Linked DNA regions of Danio rerio: all the other regions are linked to region 2. The links are chromatin contacts, called in public Hi-C and Micro-C maps. All regions are on one chromosome and are shown on one strand. The core of a region is the stretch at or near the end of the contact, and the rest is flanking DNA. Distances in the headings are between cores, read along the strand shown. Region 1 holds the start of ngrn (neugrin, neurite outgrowth associated). Region 2 holds the start of rbm15 (RNA binding motif protein 15). Region 3 holds the start of hspa1b (heat shock protein family A (Hsp70) member 1B).

Region 1 (3,985 bases), core at 186-2,685, 240 kb before region 2:
TTCTGAAAGTCTTTATAACATCATCATTGATTTTTTCTTTTTTTATTTCAGCAAATATGATTGTAAAAAATTATTTGTTGTATTCTCTCATTCATTGCATAAGTTTTCCCAACTATGACGACTTTCTCTACTGAGGAACCCAGAAGTGTGAAACGGGTCTATTAGCCATGAAACAGTAAGAGGACACATTACATTAAAATCTCAGTTATTTTAAGCCATTATTCACCCAAAAATAAAATATGCTGTTATTTTCATCCTCAGGACATCCATGATAAAGAATACTTTTTTCAGCATTTTAGATTTTTTTTCAACTGAAATCGTAGTCCTTTGCGAATCAGAACTTTGAGAGCAGAAAAACAAATACAGGCCAAACTTATGGCATAACAGTGAATCCATTAAAGAAGAAAGTGCCCTATTTCTTGGATGGCCTGAATGTGAGTAAATAGCAAATGTTATTATTTGGATTAACTATTCCTTTAGAGTCAAACAGTTCAGTTTATTTTAAATAAAATACTAAATTGTAAGATGTTGAGTTTTTTGCTTCTATAACGTTGTAGGTGAGTAGAAATGAAACATCCAAATACATGTGTGTGTGTGTGTGTGTGTGTGTGTGTATTATTTTACAATTGAGGTAAAGTTGGTTTTATATTTACACATTCCTTCAGTGACAGCTTGTGACATGCTCCCTGTATTCTTTACCATGGTACTTTAAATGTTCTGTTTAAAAATCACATGCAAGTATGTCTTCAAGACAACATTAGCACTATTTATTTGACTATGAACAATGTTGTACTTTGATAGTCATTGGCTACTAATATGATTTCCCTATTTGTAATAGGCAAAGAATACTTTTCTGAAATATATTAAGAAGGGAAAATTCTTTAAGGGGAAAACTTTACCTCATTTTTTTACACAGATCTACAGATGTACTGATTCCATTTACAATGCATATCTTAATGTTGATTTCTCTGGAGAAGTTGTTCCCATTTATAGAGCTGGAAATTAAATTATTTTATGCTCTTCTATATTACAACTAACTAATAAAAACAGTTTGTAAAAGCAATTTTACTTACTTTTTTTCCTCTGATTTGTGAAGTGAAAATATAAAGACATTTCTCTTTAAAAAAAACTTCGATATATGATAAAACAACATGCCAAGTATGACGAAGAATGTTAATTAAAATGTGTATCATATTCACATGATACAAATCAATATATGAAGCTGCACAATAACAGAAAATAACATTTATTTAACATTCTGCGTTATTTCTACGTAAGCGAATTGTTCAAACTCAACATTTTATTTCAGTTGTATACAACAATTCATCTCACAGCCCAAATTGTGGCAATATACAAGCTCATAACGTCGGATGCGATACGTAAACAATACAAGCAAAGCACTCACATGTTCCCCTCGCTCTTCCTTCACGGTGACATTATTCCGGAAACCGTGAGTTTAACCAGGTACGCATGCGCTGCAGTGGTTCGATTGTACTCGGGCAAACTCGGCTCCGTTCGCCGATCACATGCGCCAAGCCTGCCCCCTTTCTTCTCTGTGTGGCTCATTTTACGCCATTTTGTCCGCACCACTGTGTTGATTGGGTTTTTGAGATCTGTAGTGGAGCCAATCAGAAGGGAACCGGACAGCCGGAGAAACGGTAAAGGGTTGCGCTTGCTCTAAGGGAAATGGTAGCTGACAACACGGATTGGTTTGTCAGTGACCAACCAAATGACTAATTCCGAAAAATGCAGAAATCAAATCAGTTAATGCGAGAGGGGAGAAAGCGCGAGACAGATGATATGCGCGCTCAGGAGCGGACGCTAAACATGAATGAGACTTTTAATAAAGCGCTTCAAAACAAAGACAGACCTGCTAATGTTTGTCAAATAAGAGCTTTTTATATTAATTACACAGCATGCTGAATTGTAGTACATTTGTTGCAGCTTAGTTTATAACAATGATCAACTGATGTTTACCAAACAAACCTTATGAGGTGGATGAAATGGCACAAATTTGTGAATCATTAAGACTTTCATGATAATCTTTTACAATCTTAAACGTGTATGTGCATCTAAAACCATCAAAGTCAGTGGGTAATATAACATTAAGTTCATAATGTTAAGCACTTTCTTCAAGGAAACATTTAGGCTCAAATACACTTGGCTTGAGGCCCAAACCTGCAGCTATTAACATATTTCTCAGAAAACTTTTAATAGAAATTTACTAGAGTTATTTATAGTCAATAATAACCTTGTGATTCTTTTATATGTGTATTTTATTACAAATTAGGTGAGGAAGAAAAGATGGAGCAATATACAGCTACAGCCAGTGGGGATCAGATAGTGGTTCAGGCTGCCAATGGGCAAATCCAACAGCAGGTAAGAGCCAATGTAAACATGTTACTGTTTAATCAGTGACTTTTACTATGGAAAATGGGGCACAATGAGTGTGTGCCCGATATGTTTTCCATTTTTATTGTATCTAATTTTAGCTTTATGCAGATGTGTATCAGGTGCAGTGGTATTTTTAAAAAGCACAAGCGGTACTTCAGGAAGTGATTTCCAATTCAAGGAAAGGACTGGGTAAATAGTGTTTGAACTAGCTTGCAAAGTCTCTCTATTTAAATGAGCATTCTCTGTTTTGAAAAAAACGCAAGGTTTAGGTGACCCAAACACACCCAGTGCATTTTGCAACACTGTGAGTCAGAAAGACAATATTTATATGTACACTATCAGTCAATTAATATCTTCAATGAAGCTCTTCTGCTCTCCAAGTCTACATTTATTTGATCAAAAATACAATAAAAACTGTAATATTATGATTGTAAATACATAGAAAGATTTAATTTATTCCCATGATTCGATAAGCCTCATTATTAGTCTTGAGTGTGATATGATCATTAAAATATATTTTTAGAACTTTACATTTATTTTTATTTAGGTTAATATAGAATTATACTAATTGATATATATTTATACTAATTTATATTAGATATATTTATACACACACAAAAAACAATATCTAATTTATGCTGCATATTGTAAACATCCGTAGTACATAGGTTACGCATTCATACTATACGAATCGGAGTGCATATCATTATACAAAAGGAGTATTTAAAATCAAAAAAGTCCCCAGTCCATTCTAAGAGCACTTTTTTTTTCGACATACAGTTCAAGTTAGAATCATTAGCCCCAATTATTATTTTTTCCCCAATTTTTGTTTAACAGAGAGATTTTCTCAGAACATTTATAAACATAACAGTTTTAGTAATTTTTCTCGTAATGCTTCTGACTGTGCACACTGTCTTTAGCAAACCCGTTGCATGGAGAGTTGTTTGCGTATGATATTGGGGTTTTAAAAATAAGGAACTCTCTCTATGTTTTTTGATATCCACATCTTGTTTGTGGTAATTCAGTCTTTAAATTTTTTTTTTATCCCATTTCATTTTTGTATATAATGTCAAGCAGTGAGGAGTGATTGTGAAGGGAGTGGGGTTTGAGGGAGAAGATGCAAAGGCACTTTAATTTTGAGAAGGAACTTTTTCTGCAAGAGAAAAAAAGGGCTGGTGCTCAAGCATCAGAAGCCCCCCTCTGCATGTACCTGTCGAGGAGTATTTGTAACTAATCAACAATTAAATTAATCTGGGTAGTGTTTATTTCTCTGTATCCATTATAATTTAGGGGGTGGATATCATTTAATCGCATTTTTATTTTTGTTGTGGATATCTCTAAATTGTACCCCAGAAATCATTTTAAAGGATGTGATGTTTATGCCGCTCCTGAGTGTCTTTTTTTCTGTTCCAAGATACATGAAACAAATGCCATATCAATATAAACTGTAGTGTCATACAACCACATCTACGTAGTCTATGTTGATTTGTGAATATATACATGTGTAATTTTGTGTACTTTATCTGCTGACATGGTGCAGGTAAATTTGCAGTACTTGGGGCTGAGCAAAAAGTTGCAGGCTGCAGTTCAC
Region 2 (4,385 bases), core at 1,473-3,972:
TTCAAATTCCTGCCTGATCTTTCGGGAAAGTGGAGCCAACTCCAGCTACACATGCAAACTGATTAAATCCCAGATTAAAGGATGTGATAAAGAAGTACAGTTCAAAAGGAGCGTTCCTAAATACGACTATGAAACTGAGGGGATGAAAAATGCGCACAAAGATGATAGTTGGCCTTCTAAATGTTGTACTGTAGGTGATAAAGACTCAAGATAAAACTATACACACGTTTTAAAGAGATAGTTAACAAAACTTAAAATTCTGCTATTTTTTTATATATATTTTTTATTTTTCCACAAGCCTGTTTGAGTTTCAAACACTTTATTTTGAAATAATGTTGTAAACGTGTAACCCTTTCATAGTAGCCTATACATCTTTCATGGAAGTGAATTGTTGGCTATACCGGTATCTGACATTCTTCTAAATATCTTTTTTTTTTTCAACAAGAAAAAAAGAAACTGATAAAGTTTTGGAACTTGTGGGCAAGTCAGTTGTGAGTAAATTTTCAATACCTGCTTTGAAATTGCCTCGATGAGTTATTCCCACTAAAAAATGGAAAATTTACTCACGCTAATCTGGTGATTCCAAACCATTATGAGTTTTCCTTTTTCTGTTAAACACAAAAGAAGATTTTTTTAAAAAATGTTAAATCTGTAACAATTTTTATCTGTAATATAATTTTTCAGTACTTTACCACTGAAGTTGACATGTACGTTTCTTATAGGCAAGAGCATGTCTGTTGGTGGAGCAGTATCAGCAGATACTAAGCAAATAGTCTGCTCTAATAAAAAATAGTTGCCAACTTACAGTCAAAAAATGTGCAAAAGGGATACCAGAGGCTCAAACAGGTTTGTGACAAGTTAAGCACAAGCAAATGATGACATAATTGCAGTTTTGGGTGAACTACTCCCTTTAATAGTAATGTCCAGGGCTGCATCTGAAATCACATTCTTTATTATGTTATTCATTTATTAATTCATTTTCTTTTGACTTAGTCCCTTTATTAATCTGAGCTCGCCACAGCAGAATGAACCGCCAACTTATCCAGTATATTTTCAATTTAAAATTATAAGGTTCTGACATTTTTGTCAAACTTGAGTTATTAACATTATTTTTAAATGACAACTTATTTACATCATGGGATGATTTTTTATATGTTGTTTACATTTAAGACTTTATTGAAAAAACTAAACAAATGTCACTCACATACTGTTTGCTATGGAATGCAAAAACTCTGAAGCTCAATATCTCAAAATCATTCAGAACACAGATAGAACCTTATAATTCCAAGGTGACGAAATATTTTACACAGCGGATCCCTTTTCCAGCTGCAACACATAGCTGGGAAATGTATTATGTTATAGTAAGTAAAAAACAAAGAGGTTCATTATACTTGTAGTAAGTATTCAGATGACCTACTTCTTTTGGTGAGATTCTGCAATGTGCTTCCAAGGGACTATTCCATAAGGCAACATGAGAGGATCTGTGAATGCCAGTGAAGTGACGTAACTGAAGATGTAGGGCACGTGACACTAAAACATGGCTAATCTTGTAGTTCTAGATTGTTCAAACAATACTATGTTCATTATGTAGGGCGTGTTTTCAAAGTATGTAGCCTACTCAAATACTCAAGAAAGTGTTTGATTTTGAATGCAGTTTGTGCATTGTAAAAAATAAATAAATGACACGTTGGCTGTTCAATTTGTCTTCTGGTGAATCAACATTGGATGAATGTGTTTATGTGCATGATAAAGTTTTTAAAATAGTTGTATTTTGTTTTATTATCACTCATTTAAGGTTTTGGACGTTTTTGTATTAAGTTCAAAGCATTGTCCTATAAATATATTCCTATTTTTCTTCATTGAAAAAAATAATAATTTGGGGGTAATTTTTTTTAATTTTGATGGTTGAATTGATAATTGTATAAGTTAAAACTATAATGGTCCCTGAGGGTATGAGTAAAGCATGCAAATTGTAAAACACTAAATTGTTTTAAGATAAATTTTAACTAATTTAAAGGCAATAACATTACTTTTATTTATTTATTTATTTATTTATTTTTTACAATTTAACATAAAAAAAAATTCACAGACATGGGCATATAATCAGAGATCTGCATTGTTTTAGTTAAGAAATTATTTCAGTTATTAGGCTAAAACCAATGGCTAAAACCCATGGAAAATGCTCATCTATAGCTGACCGACATGGTTAAAAGGCTGTTTTTTCACGTCCGTTCACCTCTGTGAAAGGCAAACACCACCATCTGTTGGACATCAAGTGAACAACGAGAATGTTTTAGTTTTTTTTTATTTGGATTACTTACGTTTTATAAAGATTGCACAGTTCATTTAAATTTATAAGAAATAACATGTAGGTGAAACTCAGACTCTTAGCATCTATTAAAGTTAAACACCGTTTAATTTTAAAAATAGCCTATACAAAGCACTCTTTGTAGATTTATCGAGATGATTAATAAATATGGTTTAAGAAGCAAATATAATATTGGCAGTACATGTTCTCAAAGACTATATGTGTGGTTAGTTGAATGTCACCTCTGTGTTTTATAAAGTGGCTATAGTAAACATTTGGCTTTTGAAGCTAAAATGGTGTACAGCGAGACTGGGCGCTGTACTAGTGCTTTAGATTGACAGACGGATCAGCCAATAGCGCTGTCGTTTCTCAGAGATTCAAACCAATCAAAGTCGACGGGCGGGTCATGTTTTAGTCTTGACAAGATGGCGTATGCGGTTGTTTTGCCGCAGGGACACTGAACAATTTATTCAGTTTATCGTGCAAATTCGTTGACGTTGCGGTAGCATTACAGTTAAAAAAGTGTTTTGTTAGGCGCGTGAAGCCAGAGGACATCTAACATGAAAGGTAAAGAGCGGTCGCCGGTGAAAAAACGTTCAAGGGCCTTGGATGATATACGAGACAGGGGAGGAAGCCATCCGACCAGTAAGAAAATGGGGGTTATCTCGAATTCTGGCGGAGGAAGCAACAACGGCAATAGTTCGTCTAAAAGCGACGGGGGCTCTGCACGACGGGGACTGCTTGGAGATAAAAGAGACGGACGGGAATTTGACGGACATGTATCCAGTCGGACTGGTAATAACCACGGTTACACGAGCCCTGTTGCGAGCTCAAGCGGCAAAAATCACGCCTCGAGTCTGTCCTTAGAGGCGGCGCGCACCAACTCGCGCGGGGAGGCGCGCGCACCGCTTCCCACAAACGAAAGTGAGTACAAAACTTTAAAAATCAGCGAGCTTGGCTCGCAGCTGAGTGACGAGGAAATCGAGGACGGCCTCTTTCATGAATTCAAAAAATTTGGTGACGTGAGCGTCAAAATCAGCCGAGTGAACGACGAGAGAATCGCATTCGTCAACTTTAGGAGACCGGATGATGCCAGGGCGGCAAAGCACGCACGAGGCCGGCTGGTGCTCTACGACCGTCCTTTAAAAATCGAGGCAGTTTACTTGAACAGGCGGAGGAGTCGCTCTCCGGTGAAGGAGGATCATTTCTCTGTTGTTGCAGGCCATAGACATTTGCATACTCAGAGGCCGCTCTCTCCAACCGGCCTGGGCTACAGGGACTACCGGTTACAGCAGTTAGCACTGGGTCGGCTTCCTCCTCCCCCACCCCCGCCTCTGCCCAGAGAGCTGGAAAGAGAAAGAGAGTTTGCCTTTTATGAAGCGAGGGCGCGGCCCGCATACATAGCAGAGCGAGCCGCTCCTTTCCGTGAGGAGGACTTTATCTCTCCAGAGGACGACCAGAGAGCCAACCGCACACTGTTTTTGGGTAACTTGGATATTACTGTGACTGAAAACGATTTGAGGAGGGCTTTTGAACGATTTGGGACAATCACTGAGGTGGACATTAAAAGACCCACTCGTGGCCAGAGCAGCACCTATGGCTTCCTTAAATTTGAGAATTTGGACATGGCTCACAGAGCTAAAATTAGCATGTCTGGGAAAGTTGTGGGCCGAAACCCCATAAAAATTGGATATGGTAAAGCCACCCCAACCACAAGACTATGGGTGGGTGGTCTTGGCCCTTGGGTGCCTCTGACTGCATTAGCCCGGGAATTTGACCGCTTTGGAACTATTAGGACTATAGACTACAGAAAAGGGGACACCTGGGCTTATATTCAGTATGAAAGCCTGGACGCTGCTCAGGCAGCCTGCACACACATGCGTGGATTTCCTCTTGGTGGTCCTGACAGGAGGCTGAGGGTGGACTTTGCTGACACAGAGCATCGCTACCAACAACAGTTCTTGCAGCCCCTCCCCCTGCAACATTATGAAATCATGGCTGAGTCTTTCGTTCATCGTGCCACCCCTGAAGCCATCAGGGTCAGAGAACGGACTCCTCCGCCACTGCACTTCAGAGA
Region 3 (4,406 bases), core at 104-2,603, 180 kb before region 2:
TGAGGCGTTTATGGTTTGCTGAACCTATTGCCCTCAACGTACCTTGGCTAGACTCACAGTAAGCCCACATATCTGGATGGCCATCTGTAAGGGACTGCATATGTCTTAAGTAAATATCACTGTGAATCTGCCATCTAAATATATTTGCCTCATCTGCACTTTGTGATTTACCTTTCACTGCATCATTTGTCAAATGTGCTTCCTCTGCCTTGACGTCATCCAATCCCTGCATTAAAGATCTTGCTCTCACTAAATATGTTTTTGTTTTTATTTATGATATTAATGTTAGAAGCATTTCTGTGTTTACTGTTTTTGATATATGACAAATTTACATTGCAATAACTTCACAGATGTGCTTTTGAATGGGCATTTTATGTGGTCTTTACACACAGTTTTTGACTCTGTTTAAAGGGGCTGTGAAAATAATTTTTCCATATTTAATATTATTTCAGTATTATTAGAAGTGTATTTTATTTTTGATGCAGTAATGTCTTTCTTCTTTTTTAAACAAAAAATGCGTTACCTGGGTCAAAAATATGAATACATTACACCTTTGTAACTTTCATAGACAAAAAGGCAATCCATAGTCCTGGTTAAATTTAGTCGAAATATGATTCGTAGACTATAATTTAAACATAAATTAGTGTTTCTAAATGGTCATAAAAAGCCTTGATTTACGTTACTAGTCAAAAATTAAAGGCATTATACACTTACAAAATCCGACAAAAATACTATTGGTAGTAAATCATGCTTGTAAAAACATCTTCCTCAGACTCAGTATCGTTTTAGCGTACAAAAATCTGCAAAACTCTGACACATTATGGCAGACTTAAGCGATTTTATCCTTATAATCGATCCTAGAAAACCCGAAATATATAATAACCGTGTCAGATATTTGTTCTTATTAACGGCGCATCTTTTCTCACCTCAGATACTTCGATTGGCCCATCCTGGTAATCGCTGAGAAAAGTAACAAATAGCATGTGACAAAACAGCTCGGCGTTTTAATGGCACGTCTTACATAAATAATATGCCCTTAATAAAGTAATAATGAAATAAAAATAACGTCATTTGTAATATAATAATGAGTTAGAAATATGTGACGGAAAAATCAGCGACAAATCTAGTAGTACCCAACACTTGTTGCACAGAAAAGAAATAGAATTCCAGCTTGTTCCGTTTCTATGTTTGGAGCTCTGACGTGTCTTTGAAGCACGCAGGAGACCCCCATTCCGCGTCTAGAAGCTTCAGGGCTTGTCAGACTCTAAAGTTACGGCCAGAGTCAAGAGAAATCTGGGCTTTCTAGAAGGAGGATGACTGCTATAAAGTGCGCAGAAACGCTCGGGCCGAGCAGACGAGAAAACACGACTCGAGCAACCCGAAACAGAGCTGAAATCCGCTCTCTAAAGCGACTGAAGAAACTCACAAGACCTGTAAGTGAGACTTAACATTTGAAAATTTGTTTTGTTGTTGTTGCTATAGTATTCTATAGTTTAAAATAATATTATATACTCACACTTTTTAGGAATTCTTATAAAATATATTTATAATTAATTTTTTTTTAAAGTAGAAGTAGAGTGTATTAATTTAGACATGCAAGTCAGCGACATTTCATTGATGTCAACGTAATATTTTTTTAGATGTTATTATAATATAATGTTATAAATTATACATATTTAATATAATTGTCATCGTTTATATAAGATTGTTTTTTAATTAAACAGATGTTGTCATTGTCTTATGTCTAATTTTTACAGATAAATCAGTAATATTTACATATTTTTTATATTTAAATTTATTCATTAATTTTCTTTTCGGCTTAGTCCCTTTATTAATCTGGGGTCACTACAGCGGAATGAACCGCCAAGTTATCCAGCATATCTTTTACGCAGCGGATGCCCTTCTAGCTGCAACCCATCTCTTGGAAAATATAATATAATATATATTTTATATATATACATTTTTTTAAAAACATTTAATTTTTTGTTTTGCTTTTTTATTACTATAATTTTGTAAAAATTGATTAATTATTTTAAATAATCCCATAAATAGCTTTTACATTATTAAATAAAAATAATGTTTTTTTTTTTTTTTTTAATATTGCAGGTGATTTTAACAATCAAAGATGGCTAAAGGTTTGTCTATTGGCATTGATCTGGGAACCACTTACTCCTGTGTTGGAGTGTTCCAGCATGGCAAAGTGGAGATCATCGCTAACGATCAAGGAAACCGAACCACTCCAAGCTATGTGGCTTTTACAGACACAGAAAGACTCATCGGAGATGCTGCCAAAAACCAAGTCGCCATGAACCCCAACAACACCATCTTTGACGCCAAACGACTGATTGGCAGAAAGTTTGATGATCAGGTTGTCCAGTCTGACATGAAGCTTTGGCCATTTAAGGTCATCAGTGAAGATGGCAAACCAAAAGTTCAAGTCGAGTACAAAGGGGAAAACAAGACATTCTACCCTGAGGAGATCTCATCTATGGTCCTGGTCAAAATGAGAGAGATTGCCGAAGCCTACCTGGGTCATAGAGTCAATAATGCTGTCATCACAGTCCCAGCGTACTTCAACGATTCACAGAGGCAAGCGACCAAAGACGCAGGGGTCATTGCCGGATTGAACGTGCTGCGAATTATCAATGAGCCCACAGCAGCTGCCATCGCCTACGGCCTGGACAAGGGCAGGAAGGGAGAGAGGAATGTCCTGATCTTCGACCTCGGCGGAGGCACCTTTGATGTCTCCATCCTGACGATTGAGGATGGGATCTTTGAAGTGAAAGCCACAGCAGGGGACACTCATCTGGGTGGAGAGGACTTCGACAATCGCATGGTGAAGCACTTTGTTGAAGAGTTTAAGAGGAAGCACAAGAAGGACATCAGTCAGAATAAGAGAGCAGTAAGACGGCTGCGCACGGCCTGCGAGAGAGCTAAAAGGACCCTCTCATCTAGCTCTCAGGCTAGCATCGAGATCGATTCCCTCTTTGAAGGCATCGATTTCTACACTTCCATCACTAGGGCTCGCTTTGAAGAGCTTAACGCGGAGCTCTTTAGAGGCACGCTGGATCCAGTGGAAAAGGCTTTGAGAGATGCCAAAATGGACAAGTCTCAGATCCAAGATATTGTTCTGGTTGGCGGCTCCACCAGGATCCCCAAGATACAGAAGCTCCTGCAGGACTTCTTCAATGGAAGGGATCTCAACAAAAGCATCAACCCAGATGAGGCAGTGGCGTATGGAGCGGCGGTGCAGGCTGCCATCCTGATGGGTGATACCTCGGAAAATGTCCAGGACTTGTTGCTTCTGGATGTGGCTCCGTTGTCCCTGGGAATCGAGACGGCTGGAGGAGTCATGACTGCACTCATCAAACGTAACACCACCATCCCCACCAAGCAGACGCAGATCTTCTCCACATATTCCGATAACCAGCCGGGAGTCCTGATCCAGGTGTTTGAAGGAGAGAGGGCTATGACCAAAGATAACAATTTGCTTGGCAAGTTTGACCTTACTGGGATCCCACCAGCACCACGTGGTGTACCTCAAATAGAGGTGACCTTCGACATTGATGCCAATGGAATTCTTAACGTATCCGCTGCCGACAAGAGCACGGGAAAAGAGAACAAAATCACTATAACCAATGACAAAGGTCGACTGAGCAAGGAGGATATCGAGCGTATGGTGCAAGATGCGGAAAAGTACAAAGCCGAGGATGAAGTGCAGAGAGAGAAGATCGCAGCAAAGAACGCTCTGGAGTCTTACGCCTTCAGTATGAAGAACACTGTTGAAGATGAGAACCTGAGGGGAAAGATCAGCGAACAGGATAAGAAGAAGATCATTGATAAGTGTACAGAGGTCGTTTCTTGGTTGGAGAACAATCAGCTGGCTGAAAAGGAAGAGTATGAGCATCATCAGAAGGAACTGGAAAGTGTGTGCAATCCAATCATCTCGCGGCTGTATCAGGGAGGAGCTCCTCCTGCAGGTGGATGTGGATTCCAAGCCCAGCCTGAATCATCACAGGGCCCCACCATTGAAGAGGTGGACTAGAGATAGTAAAGTGTGCATACACATGGAGTTCTATTAATTACTGATTTAAATAAGACATATGTCTAGTTTATTGTGCTAAATTATTTTTATATCTTGTTTGTCAAATGTTTTTTAATGCTCTAAGGCAAGGGTGTCCAAACTCCAAGCACGGTTCTGGAATGCCGGTTTCTTGCACAGTTTAGCTTCAAATTCCTTTAACACGCCTGCCTGAAAGTTTCTAGTATACCTAGAAAGAGCTTGATTAGCTGGCTCAGGTGTATTTGATTGGGGTTGGAACTAAAACACGCAGGAAACCTGAGTTTGGCCATCCCTGCAAATTGTCTTTCAGTAATGTTTTATTGTATTTTATTTGGTATTTATC

Evidence for each region. Hi-C and Micro-C count contacts between places; a contact is called where the count stands out from the background.
Region 1: a contact with region 2 is called in a Micro-C map of caudal fin, with 2.6 times the contacts expected there. The contact joins the promoter of ngrn here to the promoter of rbm15 in region 2. A contact is called at or near these places in 1 of 18 Hi-C or Micro-C datasets (caudal fin) and 1 of 4 datasets of contacts at active chromatin or transcription factors (embryo).
Region 3: a Hi-C map of hematopoietic stem cells shows a contact between it and region 2, with 2.5 times the contacts expected there. The contact joins the promoter of hspa1b here to the promoter of rbm15 in region 2. A contact is called at or near these places in 4 of 18 Hi-C or Micro-C datasets (caudal fin, embryo, hematopoietic stem cells and 1 more) and 2 of 4 datasets of contacts at active chromatin or transcription factors (embryo and gastrula embryo).

The regions. Positions count from the first base shown.
Region 1 is chr8:26,928,548-26,932,532 of GRCz12tu, reverse strand. It overlaps ngrn (neugrin, neurite outgrowth associated), which reads right to left and starts at 1,435. Exons shown (of 4, transcript NM_001045253.1): 1 at 1,406-1,435. nfyal (nuclear transcription factor Y, alpha, like) reads left to right here and starts at 1,575. Exons shown (of 8, transcript NM_001002731.1): 1 at 1,575-1,658; 2 at 2,291-2,379. The coding sequence starts at 2,305.
Region 2 is chr8:26,685,864-26,690,248 of GRCz12tu, reverse strand. rbm15 (RNA binding motif protein 15) reads left to right here and starts at 2,722. Exons shown (of 1, transcript XM_001335784.9): 1 at 2,722-4,385. The coding sequence starts at 2,869.
Region 3 is chr8:26,864,285-26,868,690 of GRCz12tu, reverse strand. hspa1b (heat shock protein family A (Hsp70) member 1B) reads left to right here and starts at 1,353. Exons shown (of 2, transcript NM_001100062.1): 1 at 1,353-1,433; 2 at 2,107-4,045. The coding sequence starts at 2,126. The coding sequence ends at 4,045. ahcyl1 (adenosylhomocysteinase-like 1) reads left to right here. Exons shown (of 17, transcript NM_201293.2): 17 at 1-254.